Regions from separate parts of the Mus musculus genome. Here all the other regions are linked to region 1. The links are chromatin contacts, called in public HiCAR-type, HiChIP or PLAC-seq and promoter capture Hi-C maps. All regions are on one chromosome and are shown on one strand. The core of a region is the stretch at or near the end of the contact, and the rest is flanking DNA. Distances in the headings are between cores, read along the strand shown. Region 1 holds the start of Nhlrc3 (NHL repeat containing 3). Region 2 overlaps Maml3 (mastermind like transcriptional coactivator 3). Region 3 overlaps Spg20 (spastic paraplegia 20, spartin (Troyer syndrome) homolog (human)). Region 4 holds the start of Rfxap (regulatory factor X-associated protein). Region 5 holds the start of Smad9 (SMAD family member 9). Region 6 holds the start of Alg5 (asparagine-linked glycosylation 5 (dolichyl-phosphate beta-glucosyltransferase)). Region 7 overlaps Foxo1 (forkhead box O1).

What was found. Promoter capture Hi-C pulls out the DNA fragments that hold promoters and counts their contacts. HiCAR-type assays count read pairs that join an accessible place to other places. HiChIP or PLAC-seq counts read pairs in DNA pulled down with a chosen protein or histone mark.
Region 2: a contact with region 1 is called in a HiCAR-type map of astrocytes, with 2.8 times the contacts expected there. The contact joins the enhancer-like site here to the promoter of Nhlrc3 in region 1. A contact is called at or near these places in 3 of 39 promoter capture datasets (the C10 cell line, embryonic stem cells and pre-B cells), 5 of 115 datasets of contacts at active chromatin or transcription factors (astrocytes, double positive thymocytes, epiblast stem cells and 2 more) and 1 of 9 other capture datasets (liver).
Region 3: a promoter capture Hi-C map of liver shows a contact between it and region 1, with 4 times the contacts expected there. The contact joins the enhancer-like site here to the promoter of Nhlrc3 in region 1. A contact is called at or near these places in 3 of 39 promoter capture datasets (hippocampal neurons and liver) and 1 of 9 other capture datasets (liver).
Region 4: a contact with region 1 is called in a promoter capture Hi-C map of pre-B cells, with 2.8 times the contacts expected there. The contact joins the promoter of Rfxap here to the promoter of Nhlrc3 in region 1. A contact is called at or near these places in 3 of 39 promoter capture datasets (liver and pre-B cells), 2 of 484 Hi-C or Micro-C datasets (CD4 T cells and erythroblasts), 2 of 115 datasets of contacts at active chromatin or transcription factors (bone marrow-derived dendritic cells and double positive thymocytes) and 2 of 9 other capture datasets (adipose tissue and liver).
Region 5: a promoter capture Hi-C map of liver shows a contact between it and region 1, with 7 times the contacts expected there. The contact joins the promoter of Smad9 here to the promoter of Nhlrc3 in region 1. A contact is called at or near these places in 3 of 39 promoter capture datasets (hippocampal neurons and liver), 4 of 115 datasets of contacts at active chromatin or transcription factors (astrocytes, bone marrow-derived dendritic cells, differentiating embryonic stem cells and 1 more) and 1 of 9 other capture datasets (adipose tissue).
Region 6: a contact with region 1 is called in an H3K27ac HiChIP or PLAC-seq map of bone marrow-derived dendritic cells, with 12 times the contacts expected there. The contact joins the promoter of Alg5 here to the promoter of Nhlrc3 in region 1. A contact is called at or near these places in 8 of 39 promoter capture datasets (the C10 cell line, the HPC-7 cell line, HPC-7-derived erythroid cells and 5 more), 10 of 484 Hi-C or Micro-C datasets (B cells, CD4 T cells, CD8 T cells and 6 more), 17 of 115 datasets of contacts at active chromatin or transcription factors (astrocytes, bone marrow-derived dendritic cells, bone marrow-derived macrophages and 11 more) and 5 of 9 other capture datasets (adipose tissue, embryonic stem cells, liver and 2 more).
Region 7: an H3K4me3 HiChIP or PLAC-seq map of the 230-238 cell line shows a contact between it and region 1, with 6 times the contacts expected there. The contact joins the enhancer-like site here to the promoter of Nhlrc3 in region 1. A contact is called at or near these places in 3 of 39 promoter capture datasets (the C10 cell line, embryonic stem cells and hippocampal neurons), 5 of 115 datasets of contacts at active chromatin or transcription factors (the 230-238 cell line, bone marrow-derived macrophages, extraembryonic endoderm stem cells and 2 more) and 2 of 9 other capture datasets (adipose tissue and liver).

What each region holds. Positions count from the first base shown.
Region 1 is chr3:53,461,723-53,464,685 of GRCm38.p6, forward strand. Nhlrc3 (NHL repeat containing 3) reads right to left here and starts at 1,536. Exons shown (of 7, transcript NM_172501.2): 1 at 1,338-1,536; 2 at 590-742; 3 at 1-57. The coding sequence starts at 1,421. Proser1 (proline and serine rich 1) reads left to right here and starts at 2,073. Exons shown (of 13, transcript NM_173382.2): 1 at 2,073-2,597. The coding sequence starts at 2,553.
Region 2 is chr3:51,787,585-51,790,547 of GRCm38.p6, forward strand. All of the region lies in intron 2 of Maml3 (mastermind like transcriptional coactivator 3), which reads right to left. Among named protein-coding and RNA genes, the nearest start is that of Gm46803, 81 kb to the left of the region's middle. RefSeq lists an enhancer at 268-2,963. Within about 2 kb of position 1,372, at least 277 of the 459 cell types and tissues checked have an H3K27ac peak or open chromatin away from gene starts, as enhancers often do. A contact at or near this core is called in astrocytes, epiblast stem cells, liver and 1 more, where this site is marked.
Region 3 is chr3:55,127,947-55,130,909 of GRCm38.p6, forward strand. Spg20 (spastic paraplegia 20, spartin (Troyer syndrome) homolog (human)) reads left to right here. Exons shown (of 9, transcript NM_144895.2): 7 at 271-429; 8 at 553-643. Among named protein-coding and RNA genes, the nearest start is that of Ccdc169, 11 kb to the right of the region's middle. Within about 2 kb of position 1,540, at least 26 of the 459 cell types and tissues checked have an H3K27ac peak or open chromatin away from gene starts, as enhancers often do. A contact at or near this core is called in liver, where this site is marked.
Region 4 is chr3:54,806,261-54,809,223 of GRCm38.p6, forward strand. Rfxap (regulatory factor X-associated protein) reads right to left here and starts at 1,531. Exons shown (of 3, transcript NM_133231.2): 1 at 939-1,531. The coding sequence starts at 1,415.
Region 5 is chr3:54,754,175-54,757,137 of GRCm38.p6, forward strand. Smad9 (SMAD family member 9) reads left to right here and starts at 1,408. Exons shown (of 6, transcript NM_019483.5): 1 at 1,408-1,520.
Region 6 is chr3:54,733,973-54,736,935 of GRCm38.p6, forward strand. Alg5 (asparagine-linked glycosylation 5 (dolichyl-phosphate beta-glucosyltransferase)) reads left to right here and starts at 1,567. Exons shown (of 10, transcript NM_025442.3): 1 at 1,567-1,677. The coding sequence starts at 1,612. Exosc8 (exosome component 8) reads right to left here and starts at 1,392. Exons shown (of 11, transcript NM_027148.3): 1 at 1,036-1,392; 2 at 324-360; 3 at 131-194. The coding sequence starts at 1,052.
Region 7 is chr3:52,341,561-52,344,523 of GRCm38.p6, forward strand. The region is part of intron 1 of Foxo1 (forkhead box O1); the gene reads left to right. Among named protein-coding and RNA genes, the nearest start is that of Foxo1, 75 kb to the left of the region's middle. Within about 2 kb of position 1,446, at least 78 of the 459 cell types and tissues checked have an H3K27ac peak or open chromatin away from gene starts, as enhancers often do. A contact at or near this core is called in the 230-238 cell line, adipose tissue, hippocampal neurons and 1 more, where this site is marked.

The DNA.
Region 1 (2,963 bases), core at 286-2,785:
TCGTAGGAAATAGCCATCCTCTGAGAACACTAATACCTTGGGGATGTTATCCCCTCTCTGAAGGCACACAAAAACAACTGCTTAGAATCACTCAATAGGAACGCTAATCTTTACTTTTGTCAGAGAAATCAAAATGAAAGTATAATAAGAAATTTAGAAGTGTGTAAAAAAAAAGCACTAACTTCAAAACTTAATAATTTCTAATGCATACAAATCTAAAATGTGCACTTGAAGCCAACTCAAAATTAAATTGCATAGTTAGCATACTATAAATGCAGCAGGCTATCTAGGTGGGAAACACTTCTTTCCTTTCTGTTCATCTTCTTTTTTTCCTTTTTGTCATGCTCAGATTGACTGTTCTTTTATTATTCCTGTCTGTTGTGATCAAACTGAATGTATATAATTAAAATTAAAAAAAAATCTCTAGTTGAAGAGATGGCTGAGCAGATGAAAGTGTTTGCTAAGCAAGACTGACACTCAGAGTTCAATCCTGGAAACCACTGGTAGTTGATAACCGCATTAACACTCTGGTCTCTCTTGACCTCACAGGCTCACATATTAAAAAAAAAAAAAAATGCATTCTACTTACTTGGGCTACGTAAACTAACCCGTTGAGGGAATCAACTGCAACACAAAATGTTGCACCAGTGAAGTATTCCGAATTCTTGGGCCAACCCAAATCCAGCCGGAAAAGAGGGTCCTCCATTCTCCAGGAAACGTGAAAAGAAAATGTCCTTGAAACCTCAAATAAAATCAAAATACTCAGATTCAGTTCGACAACCAGAAGGTAGCCGGAAATAAGATTGTATATCTAAAGATCAAAACAACCATAAGAAAAGTCTAATGATGACTTAAGAGTGTAGTAAGAGCTGGGGAAAATCCAGTGTGTGTGTGTGTGTGTGTGTGTGTGTGTGTGTGACTTAAGAGTGTAGTAAGAGCTGGGGAAAATCCAGTGTGTGTGTGTGTGTGTGTGTGTGTGTGTGTGTGTGTGTGTGATGTTTACTTATTTTTATTTAGACTTGTGTGCATGAGCTCGGGTGAGTTTATGTGCACCATGTGCCCACAAAGGCCAGAAGAGGGCATCAGGCTCCCTGGAACTGGAGTTACAGTGAGAGAGTGAGCCTTCAAGTTGGTGCTGGGAATCGAACCTGAGTCCTCTGAAAAAGCTGCTCGAGCTCCCAACCTCCGCGCCACCTCCCCAGCCCCACGTGCATTCTTTTTACACTAAATGAGAGGACGAGTCGTCAGCTGCTGAGCCCCAGGGGAGCAGGTTTGGGACCCCAGGGGCTGTACCCCTCGGTGGCACCCACACCCACAGCCTTCTGCCTGCTATTTACCAGCGAGCCACAGAAGCGCGAATGCAAAACCAGACAGGAAAGGAAGAAGGCGGCGCCCGCCAGGCAGACCCAGGCTCTCGCCATCGCGAGGGTCTGGGAGGCGAAAGTCAGCGAGGCCTGAAGCCGGCTCTAGGGCAGAGGCAGACTAAAGCACCGGGAAACTCGACCGGAGAACCGCCGAAGACTAATTCCGGGTGTCCTGCTCCTTGCTCCGCCCCGAGTCAGGCGCCCAGCGAGTGACCCTGGTCCCCACGCCGAGGTGCTCCTGGCCACTAGGATGGCGGCGTCCGCAGATCTTCCTGACCTACTTACTCTTCGCTCCTTTAAACTCACTTTCAAGAAGCAAAACAGAGCACCGAGAAACTGAAGAGTTAGGGGATCGTGACACTAAAACAATGACTACCACGCTCCGAAAAGGACTTTAGTCACGTCTGCTCCACAAGCATTCAGGCTTCTGCCGTGGACGCCTATATTCCCACACTAGGACCCCGCCCCCCCCCCCCGACGCCCCAAACTAATCATTTGTGCAAAAGCGACTTAAGGTGGCGGTGCACCATTGCGTCTTGTGGGCGCGACACGCTCTATCAAAGGTCCCCTGGAGCTGGTGGGGCATTTAGGGGAGCACCCGCTGGGCGCCTGGCCGTATGAGCGCTGAGGTGCTCGAGAGCCTCCCTTCGCAAGGCTCTGGCCCCCTTCGTCCGGCTCCTAGTGCGCCCCGGCCGCCCGCCCGCTCCCGGAAGCTACGAAAGCCCGTAACAAAGGACCTGCGGGGGCCGCCGGTTGCCGGAGCTGCGGGACCCCGGGATCGGGCGGATCGGCGGGTCTGAGCGCCCGCGGGGCCACGTGTCCCGGATCACGGCGGTGAGCGGAGCGTGGCTCGGCGGCCTTCCCCGGAGCACCCGGCTGTCGGCACCCTCCGGAGCCCTGATTTCTGCAAACGCACAAGCCCGCTCTGCTCTGAGCAGCTGAAGCTTTGTGTGAAGAAGCTACTGAAGTCTGATTTTTATTTAAAAAAACAAACAAACAACAACAAAAAAAAACCCAACTTTTTCCAAGTTTTCGTTCTGGGATTTTTTGTTTTGTTTTGGTGCAGTTTGCAATACTCTACCTCCTCGCCTCCTTTCTCCTCCTGGTGTATTATCCACGAGACGAACCTGGGATGAGCGTTTTGTAATTGCAAGAACTGTGAGACGTCACGACGGAATAGTACTCAAGATGGACAAAAAGTCCTTTGAGACGGTGCTGGATGAAATTCGAAAGGTAATTGACCTTGTTCCCTGAAATTCGTCTGAGATAATAATGGTCGTGAGTTACTTTCTTTGAGGTGTTGTGTGTAGTCAGCAGAGGAACTTGAACTTTCCTGTGTAACGTAAGAACTTGCATCTTGGTCCGTTGCACCGCTTAAATAGAAGATAAACCACCTCACTGCTAAACTTGGGAAGTCATTGTGGTACGGGAATTACGTTTGTACTACCTACAGCCCCGGAGCCAACTGTAAATCCGTAATAACTGAGCTTTTGGTTGACTGACATTTATTCAATGTTAACATGGTTCGGTAACAGGAGTGACTAGGCACTGGAAGGGATGCCGAGAAAGTTCTTTTCCAGATCTCTTCCCCTGCCTTTG
Region 2 (2,963 bases), core at 122-2,621, 1.7 Mb before region 1:
CTCACTGGCCTGGAGCTCATAAAGTAGGCTAGGCTGGCTCATCATTGAGTCCCAGGATAGCTCCTCTTTCCCAGCACAGGTCACCCCGGCTGGCTTTTTATGTGAATAGTGAGGACCAAATAGGTCACCATGCCTGAGCACCTTACTGACTGAACTACCACCCTGGCCCATGAAAATTCTTTTAAAGATGAATTACTTTTCTTAAGTCGGGTAGATATGGCCTGAGGCACGAAAATAGCCAACTTTTTAATTTGTTTTTGGACAGATTGTTATGTGCTGGCCCTTGTTTTAAAGTCCTCACGAAATCTAGATTTTTAAAGCTTTTTCGTTAGATTTTTTTTTAATCCTCAGAACAATTCTATAAGATATATAACGTATGTTTGAGAGGTCAAACTCCATTTCACAAAACAGAAAAGTAAGACATGGAGAAATGACATGTTTGGACTGTAGAGATGGCTCAGCAGTTAGGAGTGTTTCTTTTGGAGAATTCCCAGTTTGGGTTCCCAGCACCCACACTGGGCGGCTCACAATCATTGTATATCTACTTCCAGGGGAATCTAGTGCCCTCTTCTGGTTTCTGTGGGCACCTGCACATATGTGATGCATATAAATACATTCAGGCAGACATAATCATAAAACCAAAAAAAATCTTAAAAATAGGAATTAAGTTGTCAGCTGAAGATTATAAATAGCAAGCAATATCAGGTTGGGACTCAAATCTAAGGCTTCAGAATTCCAAGCACTTAGCATATCTATGTCTATAGAATTAAAAATTTAAAAATACACATCAACATGCAGAAGTCTAGGCAGGAAAAAAAGATCCTTCATCGTTGGGGTGGTTTTTTTTTGGGGGGGGGGACCTACTACTATATTGTATTTAGTTTTTGCTTTCTGTAGATTCCAGGTCAGGCTTCCCGAATTAACTGGGAAAAGTTAAAAGTTTTAGTTCAGTGCTGAAGTTTTCTCTGAAGATTCATTTCAGAAATCAGACCCGGGTTCCTCCCTTGTCTGCAAAATTTATCTTAGACCTCAGGAGGGAAAGGCAGCTTGAGCTGTAACACAGCCACAAAGAAGATGGCAGTGAACGGCAATAAATAACACTACTGACGTGTGGGCCCAGTGCATCAGGAAAAAAAAAAAAAGAAAAAGAAAAACCACTCCTGGCTTTGAATGGCAGAAACACCACATCTGTGCGTATTCACCCTGGATCTAATGCAAGTCTTTTAAGATCCCGGGCTCTGAGACAGAGAACCGTGAGTCAGTGGGGAGGGGAGAGAGCAGAGATAAAAATAGAGATGTTGATTACATTGTTTCTAATTCAGCCCAGCCCAACCGCTCCAGCCTGTGAGTCAACAGCAGCGGTTCAAAGACACAAAAAGGAGCGGGATGCTCTGTGCCACTGAGCAGAAGGGACGCGGTCACATCAGCACCTCTCCGACTAAACAGACCCATGACACTCAGGCTGTGTGGTGTGAGTTCAAAAATGAACAAGTCGGAAGTAGCGAGGGACAAAGTGGACGCAGATCGATGGACAGCAGAGCTCTGACCCTCTAGCGGAAAAAGCTGCCTTTTGTAAGAATCCTGGGCTGTGGGGGATGGGCGACAGAGCTTGTGCTTAGAGGCCAACTTCCACTCTTCAAACACTGTATTGTTTTCTCTGGGGCATAAGGCTTACTGCCATTCCAGACTGGTCTCCATGGCAGCAGGAGAGGAGGGAGAGGAGAGGAGGAACAGATGGGGGTCACAGAGGTCTTAATTCTCATGCAGGGGTCCTCCCTGCCAGCCCCTTTCTCCTTGAGGACCTGTGACATGTTGCACCTTCTCGGGGCCCAGGAAGCGGATGGTTTTGGTTCAGTTCAACTGGCTAGATCTTGGGAGCCTACTTTGTGCTGGTCTTTTGCCTCTTCTAATTGGCAGTAGTGTCTGTTGAAAATGGCCCGCCTCTGCTTGGTTTGGAAAGCTGAAAATGAGGAAAAGGCCAAGTTTCTGTTCCCCTAAGCTTTACCTTTTCCCAGACCGGGGCTATAAGCAGCCACAATGACAGGGGGACGCTCAACTGCTTTGTCGCCCCAGACGCTAACGCTCTACCCTTGGAAGGGCTGAGGTGGTCCCTCTGTAGCCTTAGAGTTCCTGGGCGGGTCTCCCTCTTTCTAGTTCCTTGCAAGTGTATGATATTGCAGGATCCCTCTAGGGCAGACCCCAGCCATGACGTTCCTCTGACAGTCTATTCTCTCAGGGCCTATGGGCATCAATGTCACTCTGATTTTAAAAGTCAGGAACCTAGGCTCCAACCAATACATCCCTCTCCTTCAAGGTCCATTTTCCAATATCAGCAAGGCCCTTACTGTAGGCCTCCAGGGCGCGGTGTCTATTGTACTGAATTCCATTCACTTACTCCTGTCTTTCTTTCTTCTCACCCCGTTCTCTCAGCCTTCAAATTATAGGGCTAAAGTTCTTTCCAAATAATTCTCTCCGTGCCCACTCCCCTCCACCAGCTGTGTGGTCAGATGGAGGTTTCCAAAAATGCAACTACAACTGCACTAGAACAGCCTGCCTGTCAGTCTTCAGCGGCCTCTCTTCACTGTTAGCACAGCGGGTAGAATCCTGGAAATGACGTGACCCCAGACTATTTCCCAGCTTCACCCCACCTCACTTTTCCCTGCCCATGAGCTGTGTCCCTCTAAGCCCTAGGACGTCACGACACGCTTTTTCCTAGTCACCACGTTCTGTCTTAGCCCATCCCGACACCACTTTTGAGGCTTGAGTACTGGTCCCCAAACTTCAGAGTCCATCCCAATCTCCTAGCTGTCTCACTATCTTACTGCACAACATTGTGCAACACTATCTTATCGCATAATAGTGGAAGGTTGCTTTGTTGTATAATGTACACTTCTGCCACTCATGGCAACAAGGCTGGAATGGAGGAAATAAGTCCGGAATAGAACAGCATCGTGTTCACACAT
Region 3 (2,963 bases), core at 290-2,789, 1.7 Mb after region 1:
GCACTATCTTTTTGATACTAAGCCTTCTTTGAATCAGAAAAATAAAAGTGGATGATTTTCTTTCAAACTGAACTCTGCCTGAGGGGCAGGGTCTCTGTAGATACCACAAACAGAGCTTCAAATCACTTTAGGGCCTGCCGAGGTTCACCTAGCAGGCACAGTAACACCATGCCAGAAACGGGTTGTGGATGGCCATTTGGGAACGTTGTTCGGTGCTGGTGCTGAAGTCAAGGGAGCGATTTCTGAGTCTTTTCTCTATGGTTGTGTTAGTTGACGGCGTCTGCACAGTAGCGAATTGTGTTGGTAAAGAACTTGCTCCACACGTCAAGAAGCACGGAAGCAAACTGGTTCCGGAATCCCTGAAGAGGGACAAAGACGGGAAATCTGCCCTGGATGGCGCCATGGTCGTGGCAGCGAGTAGTGTTCAAGGTAACAAAAGGCCTGGGTTTATTTTGTTCTTTAATTCTTGCTGTGTTTCTGGGTGAGCACAGAGCTACCCAAGAAACTCAGGCTTGCTCTTTATGTGAGACTGACTTTTAAATATGTTTACAGGATTCTCAACTGTCTGGCAAGGGTTGGAATGTGCAGCTAAATGCATCGTTAACAACGTGTCTGCAGAAACTGTACAGACTGTGAGATACAAGTGAGTACAGTTTCATGTGGAGAGTCAGGCTCTAGTGCCATCAGCTCGGCCCCACCGCTGAGAGTCATGTGCTTCCTTCTAGTTAGGTTTCTGATAAACTTACTTCTTTCCATTCACTGTTTGCTAAATAGGGAACATTTTTAGTCTACTGACCGAACTCCTGAGGCTTTGATTTGTGCTACTAATTGTTGTAAATGTTCATTAATGCAAAGAATATGTTTAATTTTTAATTATATAATTCTGATATAGTGTTTGCTTGAGAAGAAAAGGACTTGATTGGGTTTGAGGCCCCTTTTAACATTAGCTCATTAGTGTGCCATGGCTAAGTTCTGATTCCCCTTGCACATTTATATTGGGCTAGAGAGACAGTTATCTTCTATTTGAGTCATTAAGTAGACAGGACAGAAATGGATGTGTACAGAGTAGCTGACAGTTGGCGGTATGTTTTCTGTGTACTTTGGATTTGAGGTCTCTGGAGAGAGGTGACTTCACTGTGCCCTGCTGGTTGCTGTCAGACCTCGTCCCCTTGGCAGGTGACTTAAAGCCTGTGTCCATCTCAGAGCCAGGTGCCTCTGTCCCAGGAGGCTTCTCAGATCTGACTGGAAGGAGAGATTGCCGTGTGCTGGTGAGACACGGCAGGGCAGCACGAAGCACAGGATGTCAAAGGCATTTCACTGCAGGCCCATGGAGAAGAGGAGACCCCACAGACAGTCTTCAGTCAGGGGGCCTCAGCCAGAAGACAGCACAGGGGAGTCAGACATTCCACAAAGGAGAGGAAAGAGGGCCTGTGACTTTATTAAGGTCCATAGGATTTTGGCTTTAGTATCCGGGGTGGGGTGGGGAGGTAGGCTAGCTGCTTTAGAAAAACTGTGAAAGGGGAAGTCACTCAGAACTCTGGTGTCAGCTGTTTGTTTTGTTAGTGGTCAGCAGTTGTGGAGTGGAACTGTGGAATGGAGTCAGTGAGAAGAGCAACTTTACTGAGTCACCAACAAGCTACACAAAGTAAAGTTTAAACCAGGCCAGAGTGGCCCCATATGCCTTGTTCCACTTACTTTTGAGAAACAAATACTTTGGCAGTGTTATTAAAGAACAAATTTAAAATGCCATTTTGGGGGTGTCTTCTTTGTTTGAACTTAGGGTCTTTTCAGTGTATATTGTACAAAATCGTGTACAAAATCATTTCACATGTGCCTGGATAATACTTTTGGTCATATTCTCTTTCTTCTGTCTGGATTAGAGAAATTTGGATCTTAAAAAATGTAAACCTAACCTAGTGAGAGCCAAGTTGTTTTCTTAGCTTAGTTAGTTTGGACCTTACTATTTATTGATGAAGAGGGACCAGTAGGACTGTAGAGAGGCTCAGTGGATAAAGCTCTGGCCTTACAAGTCTGGAGCTCAGACCCCAAACCAACATAAGGTCACACAAGCACATTAGCAAGGGAGGCAGAGATGGGTTCCAGGGCAATCGGTCCAGCAAGATGGAATTGGAGATCTCTGGGTTCAGTGAGAGACTCTGCCTCAGTTAATAAGGTGGAAAGTGATCAAGGACTACGTTGGCTTTAGGCCTTCACATGCTCAGAATATGCATGTGAAAAAATGTATGAATAGAGCTACTCTTTGGGTTCATACTTACAAATTAGAACTGTGTTCAGGGTTTCTCGTGTATTATATTAATTTAACATTTCTATCAGTTTTATAGACAAGAAAACCAAAGCATTAAAAGTTAGAAACTTGTTAGAGTTTCCATCCCTAGTTGAGTGGCAGAGCTATGATGTAAGCCAGGTCCCATGTTGCTCAGTCAGGGCAGAGTGCTGTGCCCGCTCTGTCCTTGAAGGGCTGTCTACTCAACTTCAAGCTCTGGACTGACCTCTGCACCATTAATCTACCATAATTTAGATAGCTTTGGGCTTAGGTAGGACTAAATTTAATTTCCATCCTAAATTGTTTTGTTTTCTCCGTGGGGGTGTGCCTTCAAATCAAAGGAACATGACAGATGAACTTGGCTGCCATTGTTAACCAGGGAGCTGAAAATAGATACAGAGTGAATTATGATCACCATTTCTTAGCAGGGAAAGTGGAGGTGCTGTTCTGTTTTCTCTCTGTGTAGATTGTTAGGGAGGAGACCGGTGTGATGAACAAGGTATTTTAGCAAGGTTCTGAGTGAGTTCACTCCTGCAGTGCTGTGTATTAGTGTTACTTTATTCTGTTCTCTAAAGACATGTGTGTGAATAAACAAAGCAGAGTTGCCCAGCATTGAACTTGTGACTGTAAGGGTGACAGTTCTTAACAGTGATTTAATTTATGCCAATAGGATCTTGGG
Region 4 (2,963 bases), core at 281-2,780, 1.3 Mb after region 1:
AACTTTTGTTATAAGAAGGTTTCCATACATACATGTTTTAGGTCTCAAAATATTAAAAACTCTAAAAGAGGATTCTAGTATCACAAAAGCGAAGATTTTTTTCTTCTTCTAACTCTCCCCAGTTACCCTATTTATAGGACCGCTTCCTTTACATACACAGTACATGGAATGCTATAGCTGACTTGACTGTAGAGAACCTTATGTCTTCACAACTCCAGGCCTTGCACTGTGTAGGTAGGATAATGCTAATACCACAAAAATCAGACGTTTATAGTAGCAATAATTTTGAGTCATCTAGGCCAAACTTCCACAAATGTTAGAAGTTCCCCTTCAAAAGGAACTTCTGTGGTAAGGAGTCTTTCTACTTTTTACGGGTTTTGTTTTGTTTTTTAAACAGCTCTAATACTTAGGTGGACTTTGCTGGGTCTGAGCTGAAATGCACACCACTTATAATTTTCACCTAACCAAAATAAATCCGAAGAAACACTAATTGGGCATTATCTTAAGGGCAAAAGACGAGGGAGCCGAGACTTAAGGGAGATGAATAATGGACCTAAATACAGACAGCTAGCAGCAGAAGCCCAATTGCAGGGCACTGGCGTCTCTCTTCCAAGCTTGACTTGAATCAAGCAACCGAGCAACGCCCATGTGTGCTGTAAGTTACTACCCCACTGTCAATCCAACTTTTCTCAGGGGCCAGGGAGTCTAAGAAAAAAAAACAAAGTCACCAAAGTTACAGAAAACCAACAGGGTGTGTCAATGTGCCGGATGCCTCGGGGTAGACACTGGGAAGGGTTTACTAAGGAGAGGTGTAGATCACCTCCAAAGTGCCCATGTCAGCTGGAGCAGAGGATGAGCCCTTGGGGAGACCCTGAGTGTGTACCAAGTAGGTTGGCACCCATCTGCCCTGGCCCCGGGGCCCCGAGGAGCAAGCATACCTCCAGTTTGACGTTGCCTGTGCTGGCCGCGGACGGGCCGCCAGAGCCCAGTGCCTGGTCGCTCTTCTTCTTCTTGTACTTGTCCTTGTACATCTTGTTGCGGTGCTTCTTGCACATCCAGGGCTTGCGCTGCTTGGCCACCTGGCTGGTGGTCTCGCGGCAGCCCTCGTACGTGCAGGTCTTGGAGCCTCGCCTGCGCGCTGCGCCGCCACCCTCCGCGTCCTCGTCCTCCAGCTCCTCCGGGCTGGCCGCACTCTCGCCGCCGCCCGCCGGGTCCGATGTGTCCAGCAGGTCGGCGTCGTCGTCCCCCGCCTCGTCCTCGGCGTCTGCCGCCGCCTCACTCCCCGCCAGGCCCGGCCTCAGAGCGCCGTCCGCCTCGGCCTCGTCCTGCCGCATCACCAGCACCGTCACCGGAGGGGCCGTCCGGGGACTGGCGGTGCTCGGCCCCGAGCCCTCGGGCACAGCCTGCGCCTCCGTGCTGCCGCCCGAGCCCGGGTCCGCCACCGCGGCCCGTCAGCTCTTGAGAAACACAACCGTACTCGACAAGCGGCAGCCCGCCGCACGTCCCGGAGCCGAACCGCCAGCACTGCACTGCGCGTGCGCCGTAGCGGTCCGCGAGCCTCTGCTTGGGAACGGCGAGAGGGGCGGGGTTGAGCAGGTGCGAGACAGAACCGACTGCGCCTGCGCGGCGGCCATCCGCAAGCGATTCCTAGGTGCAGGCTGACCAAGAACCCGGCTGACAGCCGGTCGTGGTGGCGCATGCCTTTAATCCCAGCACTCGGGAGGCAGAGGCAGGCAAATTTCTGAGTTCGAGGCCAGCCTGGTCTACAAAGTGAGTTCCAGGACAGCCAGGGCTACACAGAGAAACCCTGTCTCCTTCCAGGCGGGGCGGAGCGGCTGACAGAAGTCCCGATTGCGCATGCGCAGCTGTCCTCCGCTCGCCTGGCGCTCACCAGTTGGAAAGACTGGAGAATGGAGACTGGAGGACGGCCAGGAGACACTTTCTGCCTGGACCCATCCTCCCTGACGGGTTCAAAACGCGTCTCTCCTGGAACGTCTCTGGATAGATTAGGTTCCCGAGAGGCCTGAAGAGGAGTTTGAAACAACTCGAGGAGGAAACGGTTTATTTGGCTAATGCATCCCAGTCAAGTCCCATGGGGACATGGAGGAAAGCTTGCTCACAAGCTCTGGTTCGCCTTAGGGTTTCTACCCAGTGCGGACGCTCCTGCCTTTTCTGACATTCCCAGTAATGAGATTGTTGACTCATGTGACAGTTCTGTTTTTATTTTCCCCACAAGCTGCTCTCTGTCTTCCATAGTGGGTGCTCGGGTTGGCGTTCACACTAGCAGTGTAGGAGAGGTCCCTTTTCCCGTATTCCCCCAACCCCCGCCAGTGCTCGATAGATATCTTATCTCTGATAATAACCGTTTCATCTGGGATGAGATAGATAACACTGTTCTTCAGGATTAGGGATGTATATTACATACACCTGTTGGTCTTTGCATGCTTTCCTTTGTGAACCAACTACATCGCCCATTTCAATAGGATTATTAGGTTATTATTATTGTTATTACTTATTTTTATTACGTTTGTTTGAATTCTTTTCTTTCTTTTTTGTTTGTTTTTGTTTTTTTGAGACAGACAGGGTTTCTCTGTATAGCCCTGGCTGTGCTGGAACTCACTCTGTAGACCAGGCTGGCCTCGAACTCAGAAATCCACTCAGAAATCCACCTGCCTCTGCCTTCCCAGTGCTGGGATTAAAGGCGTGCGCCACCACGCCCAGCCTTTGTTTGAATTCTTTATTTGTTTGTTTATTTATTTATTATATGCAAGTACACTGTAGCTGTCCTCAGACACTCCAGAAGAGGGAGTCAGATCTCCTTACGGATGGTTGTGAGCCACTATGTGGTACCTTTGGAAGAGCCGTCGGGTGCTCTTACCCACTGAGCCATCTCACCAGCAGACATTCTGATGTTAACTACTCATCAAATGTAGCTTGCAAACATTCTCTCCCATCTTCGACAC
Region 5 (2,963 bases), core at 158-2,657, 1.3 Mb after region 1:
GTGGTCAAAAGAATCCATCAGCGTGTGTTCTTCTCCAGGGCTGGTGTTTGCCCTTTCTTGAATCCCACCAGGTCTTACTGTTTTATCTCCCTAACCTTTAGGGAGTAAAGTCCAGAAAGGGCAGAGGACACACAAAGGCCCGTCCCACCCCTACCCCTTCCTACATGTCTCTTGACTTCTGTGAACTCACAGCCTCCATTGTGGAAGCTTGAGCCTGCTTAGCAGAGGTCTTCCAACAGTTTGTGCTTCTTCCGAATCTGATTGGATCACTTCTTTCTTTAATATCATTTCTGGGAGGGGGGTGGAATCCCTGAGCTGCAAGGTATCGATTCAGAGAACCTAATTAGTTTACTTGCCTCTAAATATACACAAAGCACAGCCCTCTTCCAGCCCATGGCTTGGAACGTTCCACCACCACCGGACAGTATTTCTTCTGGGGTTTCTTCCTCTCCAGGTCAATCAGAAACCTATCATAGCTCGGTTACAGCAGGGTAGATGAGCCAGGTGTAGAAAGACACTTTCGATTTGAAGTTAAAGAGGCATTTAAACTTCTGCGATCTGTTTTTACAAGCAAGGCCCTCCTAGGCTACACTTGGATGATGATGCAAAACTACCCGTGTTCCAGAAAGCGGAGGTTTGAGGATTAGAAAAAGAAGTTCAACCGAAGGACCTTCGTTTACATTTCAAAGGTGCCTTGGCCTCTTAGTGGACATTTGTGTTCTGGGGCTGACTGAGGTGGCCCTGTACCATCCTCTTCCTCTTGGAAGACCTATAAGGAGGTTTGGTGAGGGATCAAAGGCCTTCGGCATACCGGTGCCACTTTCCAAGCGGCTTTTCAGAGGCAGGCAACCTAGGAGATAGCCAGGCCACTGGGCAGGAAGGTTCCTCGTGCCCATGATGTATATCATGAGTAGATTAGGTAGCATGTATTCTACGCTGGATAAGAAATCACAACCTACATATTATAGAACTGGTTTGAAACTCTGCTTGCCACTCAGCTCGTTTAGATGTTCTTGGGCTGATGCCAGGGCCAGTCATGCCTCAGAGGAACAGACAGCCAGTAAGCGTGGCCTCCAGGGACCAGGACTCTGCGGTTCAGGAGACAGGCATGGTTGGTGGTCCTGTCTGCCTCTCCTGGAGCAAGGGGAGGGGAGGACAACCGCCCCCCTCCCTCTGCTGCCTACAGCCTGTCCAGGTGGGAAGGACATTTTCTGGGGATGACCCGGAGACTCCTCTGTCCCTGAAGGCTCTCTGCAGGCATGATGTGCAGAGCGGGCGGGTGCGCGGCGGGGCGGGGAGCGTGGCGCGGCCAGGGCGCTTGGCCCCTCCTGGCTGGGGCTGCGCGCACGGCCGCCTGGCGCCCTTCCAGCGCGGCGCACTCACGCGGGCGGCCGAGGAGGAGGCTCCAGCCTGACTGACGCCTCTGGAGCCGCTGTCTCGGTCCCGCCGCCGCCCGGCCGACCCTGCAGCTACCGCGCAACCGGAGTGCGCGGGGGGCACGCGTGGCACCTCTCGGACAGGTAAGCGCTGCCATGCCGCGGGCGTGGGCACTCGGGAGGCCCCTGAGGTCCCCAGGCGTGGGACTTGGTTCTCCGTGGAGAACCTGGGTGGTGTCTGTAGTGTGCGAGGGCTCCGCGGCATCCCAGCACCTGGGACCTATGGCGCGACGCGTGACCCGGGGCGTGGGCAGGGATGCGGGATGCGCGTGGGCCGAGTGCAGAAGGATGCACACTGTCCTGTACCCAGGGACAGGCGCCCTGGAGCTCAGCTCCGGGAAGTAGTCCTTTGCTGCAGAGCATGACAGTAAAGAGGCTAGTGTGAGTGCGTGTAAGGTAGTTATTGTGACTCTGGGGGAGATTTTAAAACTCCAGGGCACCCTTGGCTACGAAGCCTTATTTCATACTCATGTCATTTTTTTTTTCCTTCTCTGCTTACCTTTGAGGCATACACAGTGAGAAAGAGAAGAAAAAAAGTTAGGAATGTTGAGTGTCTGTAGCTGTTGGGTTGTGTTTGTCTTCTCCTGGGCCTACCATTGGGTGCCAGCGCTGCGCAGACAGGAGGGGGCGAGGTGGGGACAGATGCAGGCGACTGACTGACGCCGGCCTTGTGGGAGGCGTGTGGGGAACCTTCTTAAGGGTGGCTAATCGCTGCACTTCTTACTCCCTCCCCTCTCTCCCTCTCTCTACCATGGCAATTTAAAATGATAGTTTTGAGGTCCTCCGTTAGCGTCAGCCTATCTCTGGACTGGAACTGGTCCTCCTGAGAAATAACCTACAAATGAAGTGGATCTCCTTTTGGAAGCAAATTGTATGTAATTCGGTCAAATGCACAGCCACAGAACACTAGGAATCATTTTTACTTTTATGGCTTGCTGACGACGTTCTGTAAAAATGTAATTAGCAACGGGAGTGGAGAATAACGGTAGTCTTCGGCCCTTTAAATCATTGCCGCTTCCTAGGCCACTCCTCGGGAGGATTTGTGGTTGTGAAATGTGCTAGCATGCCTGTCAATGAGAAGGAATGCCTTCGGATGTTTACACTTAAAAAACTATTCATTTATATTTTAAAAAGGAAATAAAAATTCAGCCCTAGCACACTCTCTAGCAAACGACCAGGATTCAATGCTCTGCCTTTAGAAAGCCAGGAACATGAGTTTAGATCTGTGGTTGATTATCCAAGGACATCACAGTTAAGAAACCGGTGTGGTAGTTTATAAATAAGGAACCTTTAAAATATGCTAAGATTATCAAGGTGTCAAGTATTTCTGAAAACAGACTCCTTGGTGACAAGGCAGCTTCCTGCAAGCCAGCCTTTTCTGAGTCTTTCCTGACACTGAGGCCCCCCACTTTTATGCTTGAGTGGTTGGCTTTGTCGGGTTGCTCCCCTCTCCTCCCCTCACCCCCCTACCCCCACCCAGTTTGAGCTATGCTTTGGAGAATGTTTGCCTAGTCTGGATCCAGCAAG
Region 6 (2,963 bases), core at 317-2,816, 1.3 Mb after region 1:
CAACTACAAGGTTGGTGTGATGATAAAAATCTCTTAACATCACCCGATTGCGTTAGACATAGTAGAGCTGGCTGAAAAACTACGTGACACCAAGGATGTCCCACCCAACTAAAAGGAAGTTTATCTTCACCTATGTTGACAGTTGTGGCTCTGAATTCACCAAGTTCTCTTCCATCAGGACGGCAGTTTTCCTTCTAAATGTTTATAAGGAAACGGGTCATAGATGTATTTCGGGTACGCAGCATTAAGCCTCATTCATTTAAATGAACCGAAGCTTGGTGTTTTTACCCACAGCTCTAACGTACAAAACCACCTTCACTCACCAGAAATCTCCTGTAATACTCCAGCGGCTCCACAGTTCTGAAACAATGTTTAAAACGTGTCTCAGTCAGTGCGTCCTAAAGCAGAAACCCAGAACTTGAGAGTGTGGTGTCTGAGGCGTGATCTCGACAGGCTCAGGCGTTTGAAACTGTGTGGCCCGTATTTATAAAAGCCACACAGCAGCAACCGGTTTCCAGCGGTGACCTTAACTGTGCCATAGTCAGGAGGAACAGAGGCCCTTGGCACACCCAGAAGAGGGTCAACCTGGGTGTCAGTCACATCACTCGTGCTCTGAAGCAGGGACCTTAGCGTGACTTCGCGCCGTTATAAACCACACTCGCCAGCATCCACAACTTTACCACGGAAGAGTGTATTGTACATACGTTTGGCCTCCTCGCCGACCCGCGGCCACAAGTGACTGCAGGTAGGTACGGTGCACGCACCGCAGACGCGAGTTTGCAGGCTGCACGCGTGGGCGGCTCCGGGTTTAACCAGAGCGCGCCCAACGCTTTCCCAGTCCCTTCCGAGGGCGGCCCTGCGTGGAGAGCGGCGTGGCCCTCGGCTAAGAGGTCCGGGCCGTCCTGGATGCAGTGTCCCTCAGCGCCTCGAGTGGGCAGAGCCCTCCCGCGGCCCCGCGAGTCCTCGGGGGGGCCCCCACCCGCCGCCGCGCGCCACACCCGCACCCGGGCCCTCTTTGCGCGCGCCGCCACTCACTTGAACCCAGCCGCCATTTTTCCGGCCCGCTCTGCGCCTGCGCAGCCCTCCGCGCCTGCGCCCTCCGGTCGCCAGGCGTGCCTCCAGCCCAGGGCACTCGGAGGGATCCTGGGTTAGGGAAGTGCAGCTACCGTGTTCCTGCGCCCGAGGCATTAACGCCAGCTCCGGCCACCCCGAGCGTCCCGCTAGTCGCCAATCTCGCGGGGTCCCACGGGCCCGCGCGCTTGTGCACGAACACACTCCCACACACACGCAGGCGCACGAGATGAAAAGGGGGTGACCCTAAAACCCTCCACGGCGCCGGGCATCCTTAGATGGCTGCTCTGCACGGCGCGAGGGGTGAAGCCAGTGCACAGGTCCAGGGCTTTGACTTGCCGCACTCGGTGACCGGCCTGCAGTCCTCGGCGGAGCCGCGCGGGGGCGCTGCGGGGAGGCCTCGGCTTTCCTGCCGTGGCGGGGCACGGCCAGGCGGGGGCGCTGCGGGCGGCGGGCGAGGGCTAGGCCGGCCTCTCCTGCGGGGCCGGCTGGGGCGGGGCGCGGCGCCGCACCGCGCTTCCGCAAGTGTGGAGCTGCGGGATGGCTACGCTGCTACTGCAGCTGCTGGGGCTCGGCGTGGCGCTGGCGGCTGCCGCGCTCATTCTGGTGAGACCGTGGTGGAGTCCGGTGCTCCGGGTGTCCCTTCCGCGCTTCCCTCGCGTGCTTGGCTCCCTTGGCCTCAGATTCCCTGAAATCCTTTGAACCTTTGTTCCCCTTTGGAACCCTATTTGAGTGCCCAGAGCCTCCGCCCAGCTTTTCGGGGCTCCTGCTTCTGAACCCCCGCCTGTCACCCCTCCACGCCACTCCCCAGTCTTCTTCCTGGGGCTCCCATATGCACTGCAGCTGGAAAGAGCGGCCGATCCATAAGGCTAGGGACGATGGGTCAGCAAAAGATAGGCCCAGACGGCGTTCTATTCATTTTGGCCAGGGGTCTTTTTGTTTTGTTTTGGGTTTTTTTGCTTGAGAATCAGGCACCTTAGCGTTTTCTTTGCCATTCCTGTAGAAACGTGGCAGACCCCTTCTGATTATGTAGAAGAGGACATATTTGCCAACTAAACTCTGCCACATAGTTTGAAAAGGAGCCTGTAACTCATTCAGAAAGCAGATTCTGAAAAGCTTGCCTGTATTGAGACAGGTGGCCAGAAAGGCCTCTGCCACCTAGCCAATGTACATGTGCACATGCACAGTCTTGGAGTGGTGTAGCCAGATGACTGTCGCTGTGTGTCCGGTGAAGCCAGGCGCCCTCTCTCACTAAAATGCCTTCTTTAAAGGCTTGGAACAAATCTGAACTTTGTTGGCCACGTTCCGGGTTGTGGCCACTTTACTTTGAATCCTTTATACAGACTTAGCTGACTGTGTGTGCACGATGAGGCTGTGTGGACTGTACTAGATCCCACTGGCTTGAACGAGTAGAGGTACCCTTTATTTTACTGCAAGCATGTTGCACTTGGTGTGCAGTGCGTTGCATCTTGAAGCCTACTTTCCATCTGCCTGTTGGCATTCTTTCTCTCCGCCCACTTTTTTTTTTTTTTTTTTTTTTTTTTTTTGAGACAGGGTTTCTCTGTATAACTCTGGCTATCCTGGAACTCACTTTGTAGACCAGGCTGGCCTCGAACTCAGAAATCCGCCTGCCTCCCGAGTGCTGGGATTAAAGGCGTGCGCCACCATGCTCGGCCTCCGCCCACTTTTGAAAATAAATTTAAAACAATTCCAAATAACATTTCATCTCTAAATCATCTGCATTTATTTCTATAAGGACTTCCTTCTAAAACTTTACTGTAATAAGTTAATTCCAACCGTCTTTAAAACCTGTTATTTCTGTGTTTCCAAATACCCTGTCAATTTAAATACTCGGAGTTTGCCAGTATGGAGTTTGCCAGTGTGGATTTTTT
Region 7 (2,963 bases), core at 196-2,695, 1.1 Mb before region 1:
GGTGTCCTAGTAGTGTTATTAACTAACTTCATTCCTATTGATGGAGACGGGCATTTTTACACATGCTGCCTTGTTGAGTATGTTGAACTGTCCTTGACATAGAAGCTGAGGAAGTTGACGGCTCCTAGAAAGCTCTGTGGGGGTCATCTGTTGGTTTGTCAAATGACTCTTACTATTCCCTTCCTTTCACAGAACCTCTGGAGGGTAGCCTGGGTCCTCCTTCCTTCCTATTTCCTTTTCTGCTGTCTGTACCATGAGCTGTCCTAATGTGGAACATGAATGGTAGATGCCTAAGAGATGCCTAAAACCTCACATCTTCCCTGTAATGTTTTTGGGGTGTCAGTCAACAAAGTTTTATTGAGCTCATGTGTGTAGAACACCTGTTAGAGGCTTTGAGGTTAGAAACTTAAGTTTAATCTTGTGTTTAAGGAACTTGGAGTCTGGTCTATAGGGGCATAGAGCAGAGTGCTCAGGAGCAGAACAGGTTGAGCATCGGGGTACACCAGGTTTGTGTCTACCTTTCTGGCAGAACTGGCTTGTGTCAGGCTCCCTTAGCATGTGCTTGCAGTGTTCAGCCATCCAGAAGCATCAGGAATGTGTCTGCGGCTCCCCTGAGCCCAGAAAGCCAGCAGGGAGGGCAGTGTGGTTGGTACAGAGAGATGGTTGCCTTGGCCCTTCTCTAGTGGTATCGTACAGACACAGGCTTTGAATAAGTGTGTAGCACTGGTTGTCTGTTTCCTCACAGAATGCTTGCTGGGAGAGAATGCTGAGAGTATAAAATCCCAGAGCTCCATCAGTTGCAGGCAGCTCCCAGCAGAGTATTGTGGACATAGCACCTCAAGCCTGCTCCTCTTTAGTGTCCCACTGGCTGCATGAAAAACAGGAATTTATGTAACAAGCTCTGCACAGCAAACGTTTTCCTGTTGTGGGGGTGGGTGGGTAATTGTTGGCAAAGTTAGTATACAGCTCTGTTACACAGAGTGACCTGAAATGTCCTCAGAAAAATATGTAGTGCGATATTTTGATAAGTTAAGGATTGCTATGTCCAAAAAAAAAAAAAACCAAAAACAAAAACCCAACCAACAATAAGCAGAAGTCGTCCAAGCATTTAGTGGATACTAACCCTGAAGTTAGTGAACTATTTTTAAACTTTTTAGGAGTCTTCGTTATTATGTCTTCTTTGGTCCTGCTGAAAACGCCCCCCACCCCAGCCCTGGCGTCTGGCAGAACTGCCTCAGGCTTATAGAGCTGTACCCCCCCCTGTTAGTCAGGCAGTCAGGAAGCTGATCTCTGGAAGGATCGCCTCCTATACTCTCTGTATTATTAACTAAATGTGACAGGACCGGAGCAAGCTCCCTCTCTTGTAGAGGCCTATCAGAGCTTATCTGTGTGGCTATTGTGTTTAAAGAACAAATTGTCATGGAAGATACGGTGCCCAGACTCCCAGCATGTAGGTGGCTTTGGAGAATGCAGTTACAGGGCTGGCTGCTTTCCAGGCCTTGCCCAGGCAGGCTGCTGCTTTTTAAGGAGGAATTGGGGATTTTGATCACTGGTTTTGGTGGACACAGTAGCCAGAGCTGTAGCTCTGGTGGGGGTAGGATGACAGGGAGGTGGGGACAAGGAATGTTTTTGAGAATACATGGAATTGAGATACAACGTGAAAGAAATGTATTCCTTAGCCTTTTGGGAGATGTTTGGAGTTCACGACCTCATAACACACCTAGAGCTGAGATAGATCGTAAGTGAAAGAACAGAATGAAGCCTCAGGAGAGACTACCACTGCCACATACCCACATACCTGCCTGGCATCCAACCAGAAAGCTCCTGTTGGGCCATGTCTGATCCGCCCTCACTCTGCACCCTGGCAGCAGGACTTAACACATAGCTGTTGTGTTGCAATCCTTGGGTGGAATGTAGTGCAGAATGCATTTTGAAATAAGGGTTTCTAAGCTCTCTTAGGTCTGTGTCTGACTTTTGTCTCTTTTTACTAAGTGAGATTACCATTACACTCACTTTGTTTTCCATCTCTTGTTGAGAAAAGGCACTAATGTGCTCAGGGTCACAGAGAAGTCTGGCCCTGTATATTGTTCTGATCTGGTAGAACGGTTGGCACTTTAAGCACCTTCAGTCGCCGTCAACAACATGAGGATGTGGGCACTGTGGCTGCCTCCTTGGGTGACCACAAATCTAGTTAGAGCCTTTTGTGGTCCAACAGGGGTCACAGAGTATTTGGGCAACTAAGCCTTGTACTAGGTTGGCAGAGAAGGCCAAAAATTTGAGAAGCCAGGTGCATAGCTCTGCATAGCTCTGCTCTGAGGATTGTGAGACATCCAGAATTCTGTCCCTGGACTGGGCATTAGGCCCCTTCAGAGCTGCCAGGTGAATATGTAGCAACTGTGCTGGGGCAGGAAGCCTAAGTGTTCTTCACATTCCCAGATTTGTACCACAGGATCCCCCAAACGTCAGAAGTCATGCTGGGGGTTCCTTGCCTTCCTCTTGTATTCTCCTGTGGGTTTGCAGTTTGCACACATTTGCGGTGGCTTTGTTGTAGTATCCTATCAGCACATCCACTGAGTAGGAGCAGAAGGGCCTCACCTCACTTAGGGGAGCTTGCTTCAGCCCGGCCCCCCTCTAGTTACCACTCTGGACGGCATACTCTCTACAGTGTCCTAAAGTTAGTGCTTTGCTTAGAGCAGAGATGTTCTCACATTTGAATATTGCATTTTGTGGCAAGTTAACTTTCTCAAGAAAATAGCTTTTCTTTATATTCATTTTTATTTGCCTGATACAAAGACTCTGGTGTAAACAAGTTTAAGTCCTAACTTTCGGGGGAATCTATCTATCTTGGGAGTGAGTTAGATAGTTCAAACTAGCCCCAGACTCACTCAAAACCCCGCTGCCTTTTCAGCTGAGATCCTAAGTTGATACTGTGTATTGCTTTGGGTTTTTGTTCCTGAGTAGGA